Regions from separate parts of the Mus musculus genome. Here region 2 is linked to region 1. Evidence: chromatin contacts called from public Hi-C data. All regions are on one chromosome and are shown on one strand. The core of a region is the stretch at or near the end of the contact, and the rest is flanking DNA. Distances in the headings are between cores, read along the strand shown.

Region 1 (4,438 bases), core at 497-2,996:
CCATCTTTGTAGGGAAAGTCTAGATAGAGGACCTTGACAGAACAGCACAAAGTGGGGCAATCAAGGCCAAGGTTGGAAATGGAGAGCATGTAGGTAACTTCCCAGCCTGAGGGGCTAGGTTACAGCCACACAAAGCTAACTACAGATGCAGCGGACTGTGTAAGGAACAAGTCAAAACAAGACAAGCGATAGATTCAGATTCTAGAAGAAAAAAGACTCAATCAAGAGTGATTTCAATGCACAGGCTCAATGCTCAAGTCATGACTCATGAGTGGACAGGGAACACTAAGAAATGAACACATGTCATAAACAGGTGCTCGGGGATCATACTATGATACAGCTGAAGAAGCAGGATCAGGGCCAGTCTGGGTATGGCACAGTGAGTTCTTGACACAGGGGTCAGCCCCAGGGAAGCCAGTTCAAGCTGGTCTGCATACTGGCTAGATAGATCCAGTTCAGTCAGTTGACCCTGAGGCCACCTGAGGATTGTGGGACAAGGGGAGTAAGAGAGTAAAGGGAAGGGAGGATTCCAGATACACCTTCAAGGCAGCAGGCTACAAGTTCCCCAGGTCTTTGTCAAGGTTTTAGATTGCAGGGCTGTGGACAAGACTGTTTGGTCAGGGTAAGAATCACTACCCTATTTAAACACTGGGAATAACTTTAGACAAATTTTACAAATTGCTTAAGAACCTATTTTTGTTCTCCATTTAACAACATAGCCTGCAGTAAAGCTTAACTAGCTGCACTGGTCTTGGGATCACATGGCTGCTCAGGCCATAGGTACACCTGATACTATGGCACCCACAGCAGCCACACCCTCATGTTCTGAACACAGCTGTAGGAGGCTAAATTTGTGCTTCATCACTTTATCTCCCAGTACCTTGCACATGTCCTATGTTCAGTAAATGTGTTCCCTGACCTGAGTGCATTGAACTTACTAAACTCACAGAGCTAACATACCATTCTAGTTTGCTTTCTGTTGCTCAGATAAAACACTGACCCAAGTAGCTTGGAGAGGAAAGAGTTTATTTGGTTTTGGCTTTGGCTTCCAATTTCAGGTCATAATCCATCATTACCAAAGTCAGGGCAGGAGTTTAAGCCAGAACTGAAGGAGAAATCATGAGGAATGCTGCATCCTGGCTTGCTCCCAGGCTCAGATTCTACTAGTTTTCCTATAGAGCCTAGGGGATGCCACCACCAACAATGGGCTTGACATCATTCACATGAGCTCAGTCCTCTTACATAAATTCGCTATAAGAAAAAGACCCCACAAACATATCCATGGGCCAATTGATGGTAGCAATCCCTCAACTGAGGTTCTATCTTCTCAGGTGTGTCAAGCTGACTACTGAAATTAGCTATCACACGGGTCCCAGTGAAACTTTTAGAATGGGAACAAATACTGCTTATGAGACCACAGTAACATGGGCATTTCAGATATTACCATGTATGAATTCTGACACTAGAAAATAACTTCCAGTCAGATTTTGTGCTTTCATTAAATCTAGGCCAACAAAGAAACAGCAAAAGCAAACTAAAGGCAGGAATACTACAATTCAGGCACATTTCCACAAACATGAGACCAGACATGTCCAGGGTGATGTGCACAATACTAAACCCTCATATCCAGTGTTTGAAGCATCAGATATCATATATCACTGTGAAGTTCTGCTCCATCCCCTAGAGCAGCACAATGACAGAGGTGTGTCACTCACAGGCCACACCCACTCTTTTCCTGTAATGCACTTTCAGCCTCCAGGGACAGTTCCAGCTGATGGAACAACTTCAAAGGGAAAATGTTATTACTGACATTCTACACAGATGAGGAAACTGAAGCTCAGAAAATGGAAGGGATTTTACAAGAGCATGAATCCAGGAAGCAACATAATTCAAATTCAAAGCAGACCTACCTGACTGTAAAATGTACAGACTTAGCCGGGTATATGTGGCACACACCTGTAATGCCAGCACCCAGAATGTCAAGGCAGGAAGACTGCTTCGCATTGGCCTTAGCTCCCCAGTGAGACGCACAAATGGACTTTTCTTCTTTTTAGAGACCTATTTCCTACATGCTAAAAATAAAAACTAGAAAATGAAACAATATCACTAAGCTTAATTAGAAGCATGAGATCTCTCACCAATCTATAAACATTTCCATTTTTTGCTAGACCATTTTTTTATATAAGAGATTGTTTCTATTACAGGCCTTCAAGACAGCTCAATGGATATGGGGGAATACTGCCTGACCTTACAGCCCAAGTTCCATTTCTAGGACCATATCATGGGAGAAAGACAAGATGCCCTCTGACCTCCACATGAGTGTGCCTGTGCCAGCACACACCCCACATCCTCCCCCAAAGCCCCCAACACCTCACACCCTCACAAGCATACACACCCTACCCTGTCCCTACCCACCATATATGTCCACAACCCTCAAACCCCACAAATCACATAGAATCCACACACTCACAAACCCCATACACACCCACGTACACCACACACGTTAAATAAATATGTATATATTACAAAAACAAAAGTCTGGGCTGGACAACTCAGCAGTTAGGTGCTAAGTGCAGTTGCAGAAGACTGAGGTTCCATTCCCACAACCATGACTGCAGTTTCAGGGGATCCAATGACTTCTTGTGACCTTGGAGGACAACAGGCACACATGCCGTACATGGGCACACACATAAAACATTTTTTTTTAGTCTAAGAAACGACTGCTACAGCTTTCTGTTTGCTTTTCCCTTCCAGGGCAACTCTACCCTCAGGTAGCAGTGGCCCCCAGAGCCATCTGCCTGCCATGTTGGTAGTAAGAAACAGAGACTTGGCCTCCTCATTTGTCTGACAACATCTGTACAAAAAGTAGACACATATTTCCTGTCCCAAGTGGAAAGATCTGCTACTCATAATGGCAGAGACTTTTCCAATCGCCAGTCTAGCTCTGCCAGTTTTAAACCCCAGGTTCTTAAATTTAGCAGCAGCCCACCGGTGTGTTCTGATCCCGAGTCGGCCCCAAGCCGCAGCAGCAGCTGGTAAAACGGAATGCTAATTCATTACAGATGGTAGAACACAGCCTACATTTAATTTATTTACATTTTCAGAAATTTTGGATCTGCAGTGAAGATGTCAGATTATTTTAACAAGTAAGTTTAGCCTTTTTTCAATTTGGTCAATGCTCAATAAAAAAATTAATGTTTATATGTTAAAAATTCTTTCAACAAGCCCAATTAGGCCTCTATTCCCACAGTTTGTATTTTATAAGCTATTTAGCTGGTGAGCCTTTTCTGAATGTCTTATTACAAGCAAAGTTGGAACAAAATTAGGCCTAAACGTTTGCAACAGAACCCTTTCTCACAAGGCATGTTGCTGCCTTTGTGTTCTCTAGCCCTGCCATTCCGGGGAGACTAAGAGTTTAATAAATTGTAAGATTATTAAATATCTCTAGAGACCCCTCCCCTTTTTCATCACTTAAGGCAATGGCGACCAAAATACCAAATCACTTGCTTAATTTTGAATAGCCAAGTACACAGAGAAAGAGTGGCCAACACTCAAAGGCTGATGCGGCGCTGCTGCCCTCTCCTGGACTCGGTGATCCTAACCCCTCCCCACTGCCTAGGAACAGTGAAACTGAGATGTGGAAGTCAAACACTAGGTCAGGTTCAAAGTTTTCCTGAAATTTTTGAACTTAATTTTATTAAATCAAATGTGTGTGTCGCTCTCTCTCTCTCTCTCTCACACACACACACGAGAGAGAGAGAGAGAGAGAGAGAGAGAGAGAGAGAGAGAGAGAGAGAGAGAGAGTATTAAGAGGTCAGAAAGGTTCTCCATGAATCTCCCACTTACTGAGAGAGCTAGGGAGCATTGATTTTCAAAGTCTTAGACTGTCATCCCAATTTCTCAGGGTATATTTTACACGAACCACCACCCACCCCACCCCCATCTCTGCCGCCACTTCAGCTCTTTTCCCTGTCATACCAAGATAGGTCATGTTCCTGGACCCTAGCTTGGCTAAGCTTATCAGAGTGTTCCATCACCTCTGAAATCATTCTCCCATCAACTAAGAGGTTGCTCTCCAATAATTCAAATCTTGCTTTCTACTTCCTTGTTCTGTTTCATCAAGAAACAAAGCAGCTCACTCTAGAACAAAATTAAAATGAAAATACCTTTCCTCTATATAATTTTGTTTCCTAGTATGTCATTCCAAATCTTTAACTACTTGGGGACACCCAAAGCTAGTTTATAGGGGCTTTAGTTATGTACCTGGAAACTCCCTCTAGCCTCAGTAATTAACCTCTACTCCAAGCCCAGCACCCTTCAATCCAGTCTAGATACAATTATACATAACACTAAAGCATGACCTTTCATCCAAGTCCGCCAACCCCAGACCCCTTCAACACAGAATCTGGACCTGCCAATACTATTCCTCATCACTTAC
Region 2 (4,753 bases), core at 1,959-4,458, 140 kb after region 1:
AACCAAAAACCTTTTAGTAGGTTAGGCTGACAGATGTACACTGCCCTAAATATTGACTTTTTATTTTTTAGAAGTAAGCTCCACTACCCAGTTATCTCTTCCACTCCTCTAGTCAACATGATTCTATTGTGTCTGAATAATTTAAACACACCAATTGTTATCAGTTCAAACACACTGAAGAGGGAGTCAGAGCTCCAACTGGATTTTATGTATCCACTTTCTGTTTTATAAAAGCAATGCTGAGTAGCATATTTATTAAATTTAAGAAGACAGAACTTACATTTTTATTTTAAATGCTATAATTTCCTTAATGAAGTAATTATCGTATAATGTTGATTTCATCCAACACCCTCTTCATTATCAAACCAATCAGACTGGGAAATCTCAACTTGGAAATCAAGTCTGTAGAAGTTATCTATAAAGGGTAATTCGGATGGGATTTTTGTGTGATAGTTCACACATCCATCTCACTACAGATGACTGGTCCAAGCCAATCCCTGTACTCCACTCCTTTGTCAAGGAGTCAAAGGAGAACCTGTACTAATGATGCATGAAGAGACTTGTTCAGTCCTTCCTGGAAAGACAGGCCAGCCTCTTACCCAATCAGGAGAGAAAATAACAAGAGAAAGGAAGGAGTCTGAATCCCTAATAACACCATAGATCGCAATGAACCCGCTTTGGAGCTCCATAGGCCTACTGAGCCATATACCCCTGGAGTGACTGGAGTGACTCCTGGGTGAGGGTGCTGTTACTTGAATGAAAGGTATCACAGGCAAAGCAGTAAATCAAGTTGTACTTGACAACAGTACTAGAAATAAGAGACTATGAGCCTATAGTATTGCAAAAATAAAAGGACTTTCTTCTCCATCGGATTAAATACCAGTCAACTTGCAAGTTGTCTGCAAAGCAAAGGCATGCCAAGCCTTTCCCTTAACAATACATGACAGATAGTCTGCCAGCAAGGCATAAGCATTTCTGTAGGCTTAAGTAACTGCTTGGTGCCCAGCACAAGCTTCCGGGCTCTGGGGATTGGAAGTACGCAAAACACAATATTTGCCCTCGAAGCTGAGACAGAAAGGAGTTAACTACCAAGTACGCAAACATCTTCATGAAGGACCCAAGCAAGCTCCTCTATGATCCGAATCTGAGCATTATGATCAATTAGAGGTTTAGAAACAAAATGACTTGGTGAATTCTTCCACTCCACTGGGAAAAGCCACGGAGAAAAAACTTGGGGGTGGGGGATGGCTAAAAGAGAAAGAATCACAGAGACCAGGCCAAGAGTACAGGAAGGTAACAGGGAAAAGAAATTTACAAAATCAGACACATAGAGGGACCCACACTATCCTCAAAATAAAATAAAATTTTTAATTTAAATTTTCAAAAAAAGTTAAACTGGAGAGGTTGAAATGGCATCTGTTTCCATTTTGTCTCATTAGAACCAGAGCAAAGGGACAGATGGGATGTTGTGTCAATTAACAGGGTCTTGATACAGAGATTTTTCCCAACATCTTCCTTTAAAAAAAAAAAAAAAAAAAAAAGCCATCTCAGAGCAGGGGGAAAATGAGCAAAGTTTCTAGCCAACACTTTCTAAACAGGAACGGCCAAACACTGTCCTGAGATCAACAACAGCTCACTCTGCAGCATATTCCACTGAGGACCCAAATCCAGTCAATGTCTCCTGAACATGAAGTAGCTGACTCCCAGCAATGTCAGATGCAGGCAGCCTTTTCTTCCGTAGATAAGCAAAGACTTGGGGAAAGAGAGGGGACTTTTTTAAAAGAAAAAAAGGAACTTTTTAAAGTAATAAACTCCAAAATAAAAAATTAAAACAAAAAGTCCAATGTTCAGTCTCAACAGTATCAAAAGCTCTGACAACCGAGAGGGAAGGTGGCCACTGGCTGCTTCGAGTTTCCGAAGGAAGGAGAAGTCATCGGTGAGCAGCCATGGAACTGCTGTTTGGAGGAAACAGTGAGGCCTGAGAGAGAAGCACCATGACAATGTACGTTAGATCATTTGAGACAGGACAGTAGGCAACTGTAAGTAGACATTTTAAAGGTTACCCTTATACTATTTTACATATTAAAATCATAGGCCAGTGGATAATATCATTATGGGACTATATGAGACTGGGTTGGATTTTTAACCCAGAGCTCTTTTAGAACGTACATTTTCATAGATGTGGCAGAAAACCATAAGATTTTTAAAAGCATGTTTGTTATTCAAATTCCATATATCTACTGAGTATCTCCTCTTTTAAAAATACACTTGTTAGGTTGGAGCTGGAGCTGGGGCTGGGGCTGGGGCTGGGGCTGGGGCTAGGGCTGGGGCTCCATAGTCGAGTACTTTCCTGGTAAGCAAAGGGCCCTGGGGTCACCCCTCTACAAACAGAAAACTTCAGATAAGAAATGCCAACTCTAGGATCATCCTTCCATGTGTGAGGAGTGCTTGCTTATCCTTAACTGCAGAACACACATGTAACACATATGTAACAGCCATAGCCTTGCTATGGTGTCCAACAGAGCCATCTCCATCTCTACCCTTCAGCCCAACACCAGTGTTAGTCATTTTTTAATTACTTCTAGCAAGTTCCAAAACCTTTGAGGGGCCACATACCTCACAGGCTACCACAGTAGCTAAGCAGATAGGTAGGTGCACAATGGCAGCGGTTACCGTACTGCCAAATGCTGCACGTATCCCTTTTCAATGCTGTAGATAAGAATAAGCTATCCTCAGATGCTTATGTTAACAGTGGCAAAAGTGCTCTTCAGTTGCAGAGCAGGAACTTTAAAGGGAATTTGTTTCCTTAAGTCAAATACCCAGTAGCCAACTACTCCAGAGTTCTGTGCTACAGGATGAATGGTTTGCAAAACCAAAACAGATCTCAACAGCCACATAGCCAAGGAAGCAACCACAACTCAGGGCCACTCATCAGACTGCTAAGGAACAAAGTCCTAGCAGGTGGCCATCCTCTGCTCCAAATTCAGCCATCCTGCACATGACATTATCTTCACGATTTGTATGCGGTCGTTTTGTATAATGTAACCCCTGGTATCCAATTTTCAAAATTAAGACAAAACTGTCTTTAATGACAGGCAAACCACAAGAGGAAACATCAATGATAAAAATAAGTCTGCTCAGAGCTCAGTGAAAAGGGCCCCTCCCAAGTCCCAGAGGTACCTGCCAAGCCTTACCCCACCCTCACCTCAGTATTTGTTCAGTGAAGCAGTGCTGTGCCTGGAACAAATCCCGAGGCCTAGTCAAACACCAGGTGGTACACCAGTGTCATTTTTTAAGTAACAGATGGCTCAAACTTTTCTTGTTTATGACATACAGCCAGGACTTACACAAGTGAAGCTGTCTTCCAAGTTCTTTATACAAGTAGCACAATTACTCATGTGACTCACCACTTCGAATCATAAAGACAGCAGCAGGTGGGACAGATGCAGGGCTCCTGGATTATTTATGACTTTGCATAACAGACAGAGAAACCATACACATGAACACAGATGGAGTCAAGTGCAGTCACATATTCAATGGTATTTCATTTCCTAGGTCATAAAGTCTGGAGGCCAAACCAAGTGAGCGCTTTGGTTTGAATAAATAAAAGTAAAATGTTACGAACCTAAGATGGAAGTAGGGAGAAGAGAGGTGTGTCCAGTGTCCTTCAAATCTGAAGGGCATTTTCACTAAAGGTTTAGGAATGGAAAGTAAGTCAAAGATTGCTGGGCCAGGAGTTTGCAAGGGACTTTCATTACCTGCATATCATTTCAGTTGTTATTAGGACCAGGTAATCTCACTGAGTTTAATTTATTAAACTGCATCACAGATTCCTTTATAGTAGAAATACACACTTGAGTACTGTGTGTGTGTGTGTGTGTGTGTGTGTGTTCAGTACCATGGTTTCAAGCATCAATTGCTCACTGTGTCTCTCTTAAAGCACAGGCATCAACTGGGGATTGGTGGGACAAACACCTCCCCCAAATTAGAGCTGTATATCAAATTCATCAAAAAATGAGGGGAAAGCTTGAAGCAAAGTAAAAGAAGTTACCCTAAGTGATTTTCTCCCTGTTTCTCTCTCTCCCTCACCATGTCCCCACTAAACAACACTACAGCCAGGGTCTATCTACCTCTATCAAAGGCTAGTAAAGGCCTGAGCATCTTTGGACAAAGCAGCAGAATTAAGGAATTGACAGGAAATGTGTGAGCTTTCCAACAGGGCCCATCGGTCTCAGCCTACTTCACTCTAAAGTGCCTGGCCCATGCTTTATCATGAACATGACTCTAGCATCACCTCAGCTTTCTCATCCCTGACAATCAAGCATACAATGATTGATGAGGCCTATGGGTAAGACCCGCTGCCCTTGGCAGAGTCACAGACAGGTTCAAATGTTTGGTGATGCCAGTACTGTTTCACCTGTAGCCACTACTGGGTCCACGATCCAGTTCTTCTATCAACCCATAAAGTTTGATTAGCAATACAGGTAGAAACAGAAAGCTGGTCCCAAACAGATTTGAGACCTGTTGTGCTACCAAAACATGCGGCCAAGTCAAGGAAAACCTAGAGGCTCCCACTTGAACACCTCCTGACTCCTCTAAAACTCATGGGATAGACTCAGATACCCCACACATGTTGGGTTTCCCTAACAACTGAATTACTACAGCTATTTTTCCTGGGTAAAATCCAAGTGCTTTTTGAGATGAACTTGTTCCTCTATGGTACTGTCCTGGTGCATTACTTCTCTAGCTGTCT

Evidence for each region. Hi-C and Micro-C count contacts between places; a contact is called where the count stands out from the background.
Region 2: a contact with region 1 is called in a Hi-C map of large pre-B cells, with 2.3 times the contacts expected there. The contact joins two enhancer-like sites. A contact is called at or near these places in 5 of 39 promoter capture datasets (the 3T3-L1 cell line, the C10 cell line, the HPC-7 cell line and 2 more), 1 of 15 datasets of contacts at CTCF or cohesin (large pre-B cells), 4 of 484 Hi-C or Micro-C datasets (the HPC-7 cell line, large pre-B cells, nephron progenitors and 1 more), 3 of 115 datasets of contacts at active chromatin or transcription factors (embryonic forebrain, large pre-B cells and pancreatic cancer cells) and 1 of 9 other capture datasets (embryonic trunk).

The regions. Positions count from the first base shown.
Region 1 is chr13:29,600,870-29,605,307 of GRCm38.p6, forward strand. The region is part of intron 9 of Cdkal1 (CDK5 regulatory subunit associated protein 1-like 1); the gene reads right to left. Among named protein-coding and RNA genes, the nearest start is that of Cdkal1, 250 kb to the right of the region's middle. Within about 2 kb of position 1,747, at least 12 of the 459 cell types and tissues checked have an H3K27ac peak or open chromatin away from gene starts, as enhancers often do.
Region 2 is chr13:29,734,938-29,739,690 of GRCm38.p6, forward strand. All of the region lies in intron 5 of Cdkal1 (CDK5 regulatory subunit associated protein 1-like 1), which reads right to left. Among named protein-coding and RNA genes, the nearest start is that of Cdkal1, 120 kb to the right of the region's middle. Within about 2 kb of position 3,209, at least 46 of the 459 cell types and tissues checked have an H3K27ac peak or open chromatin away from gene starts, as enhancers often do.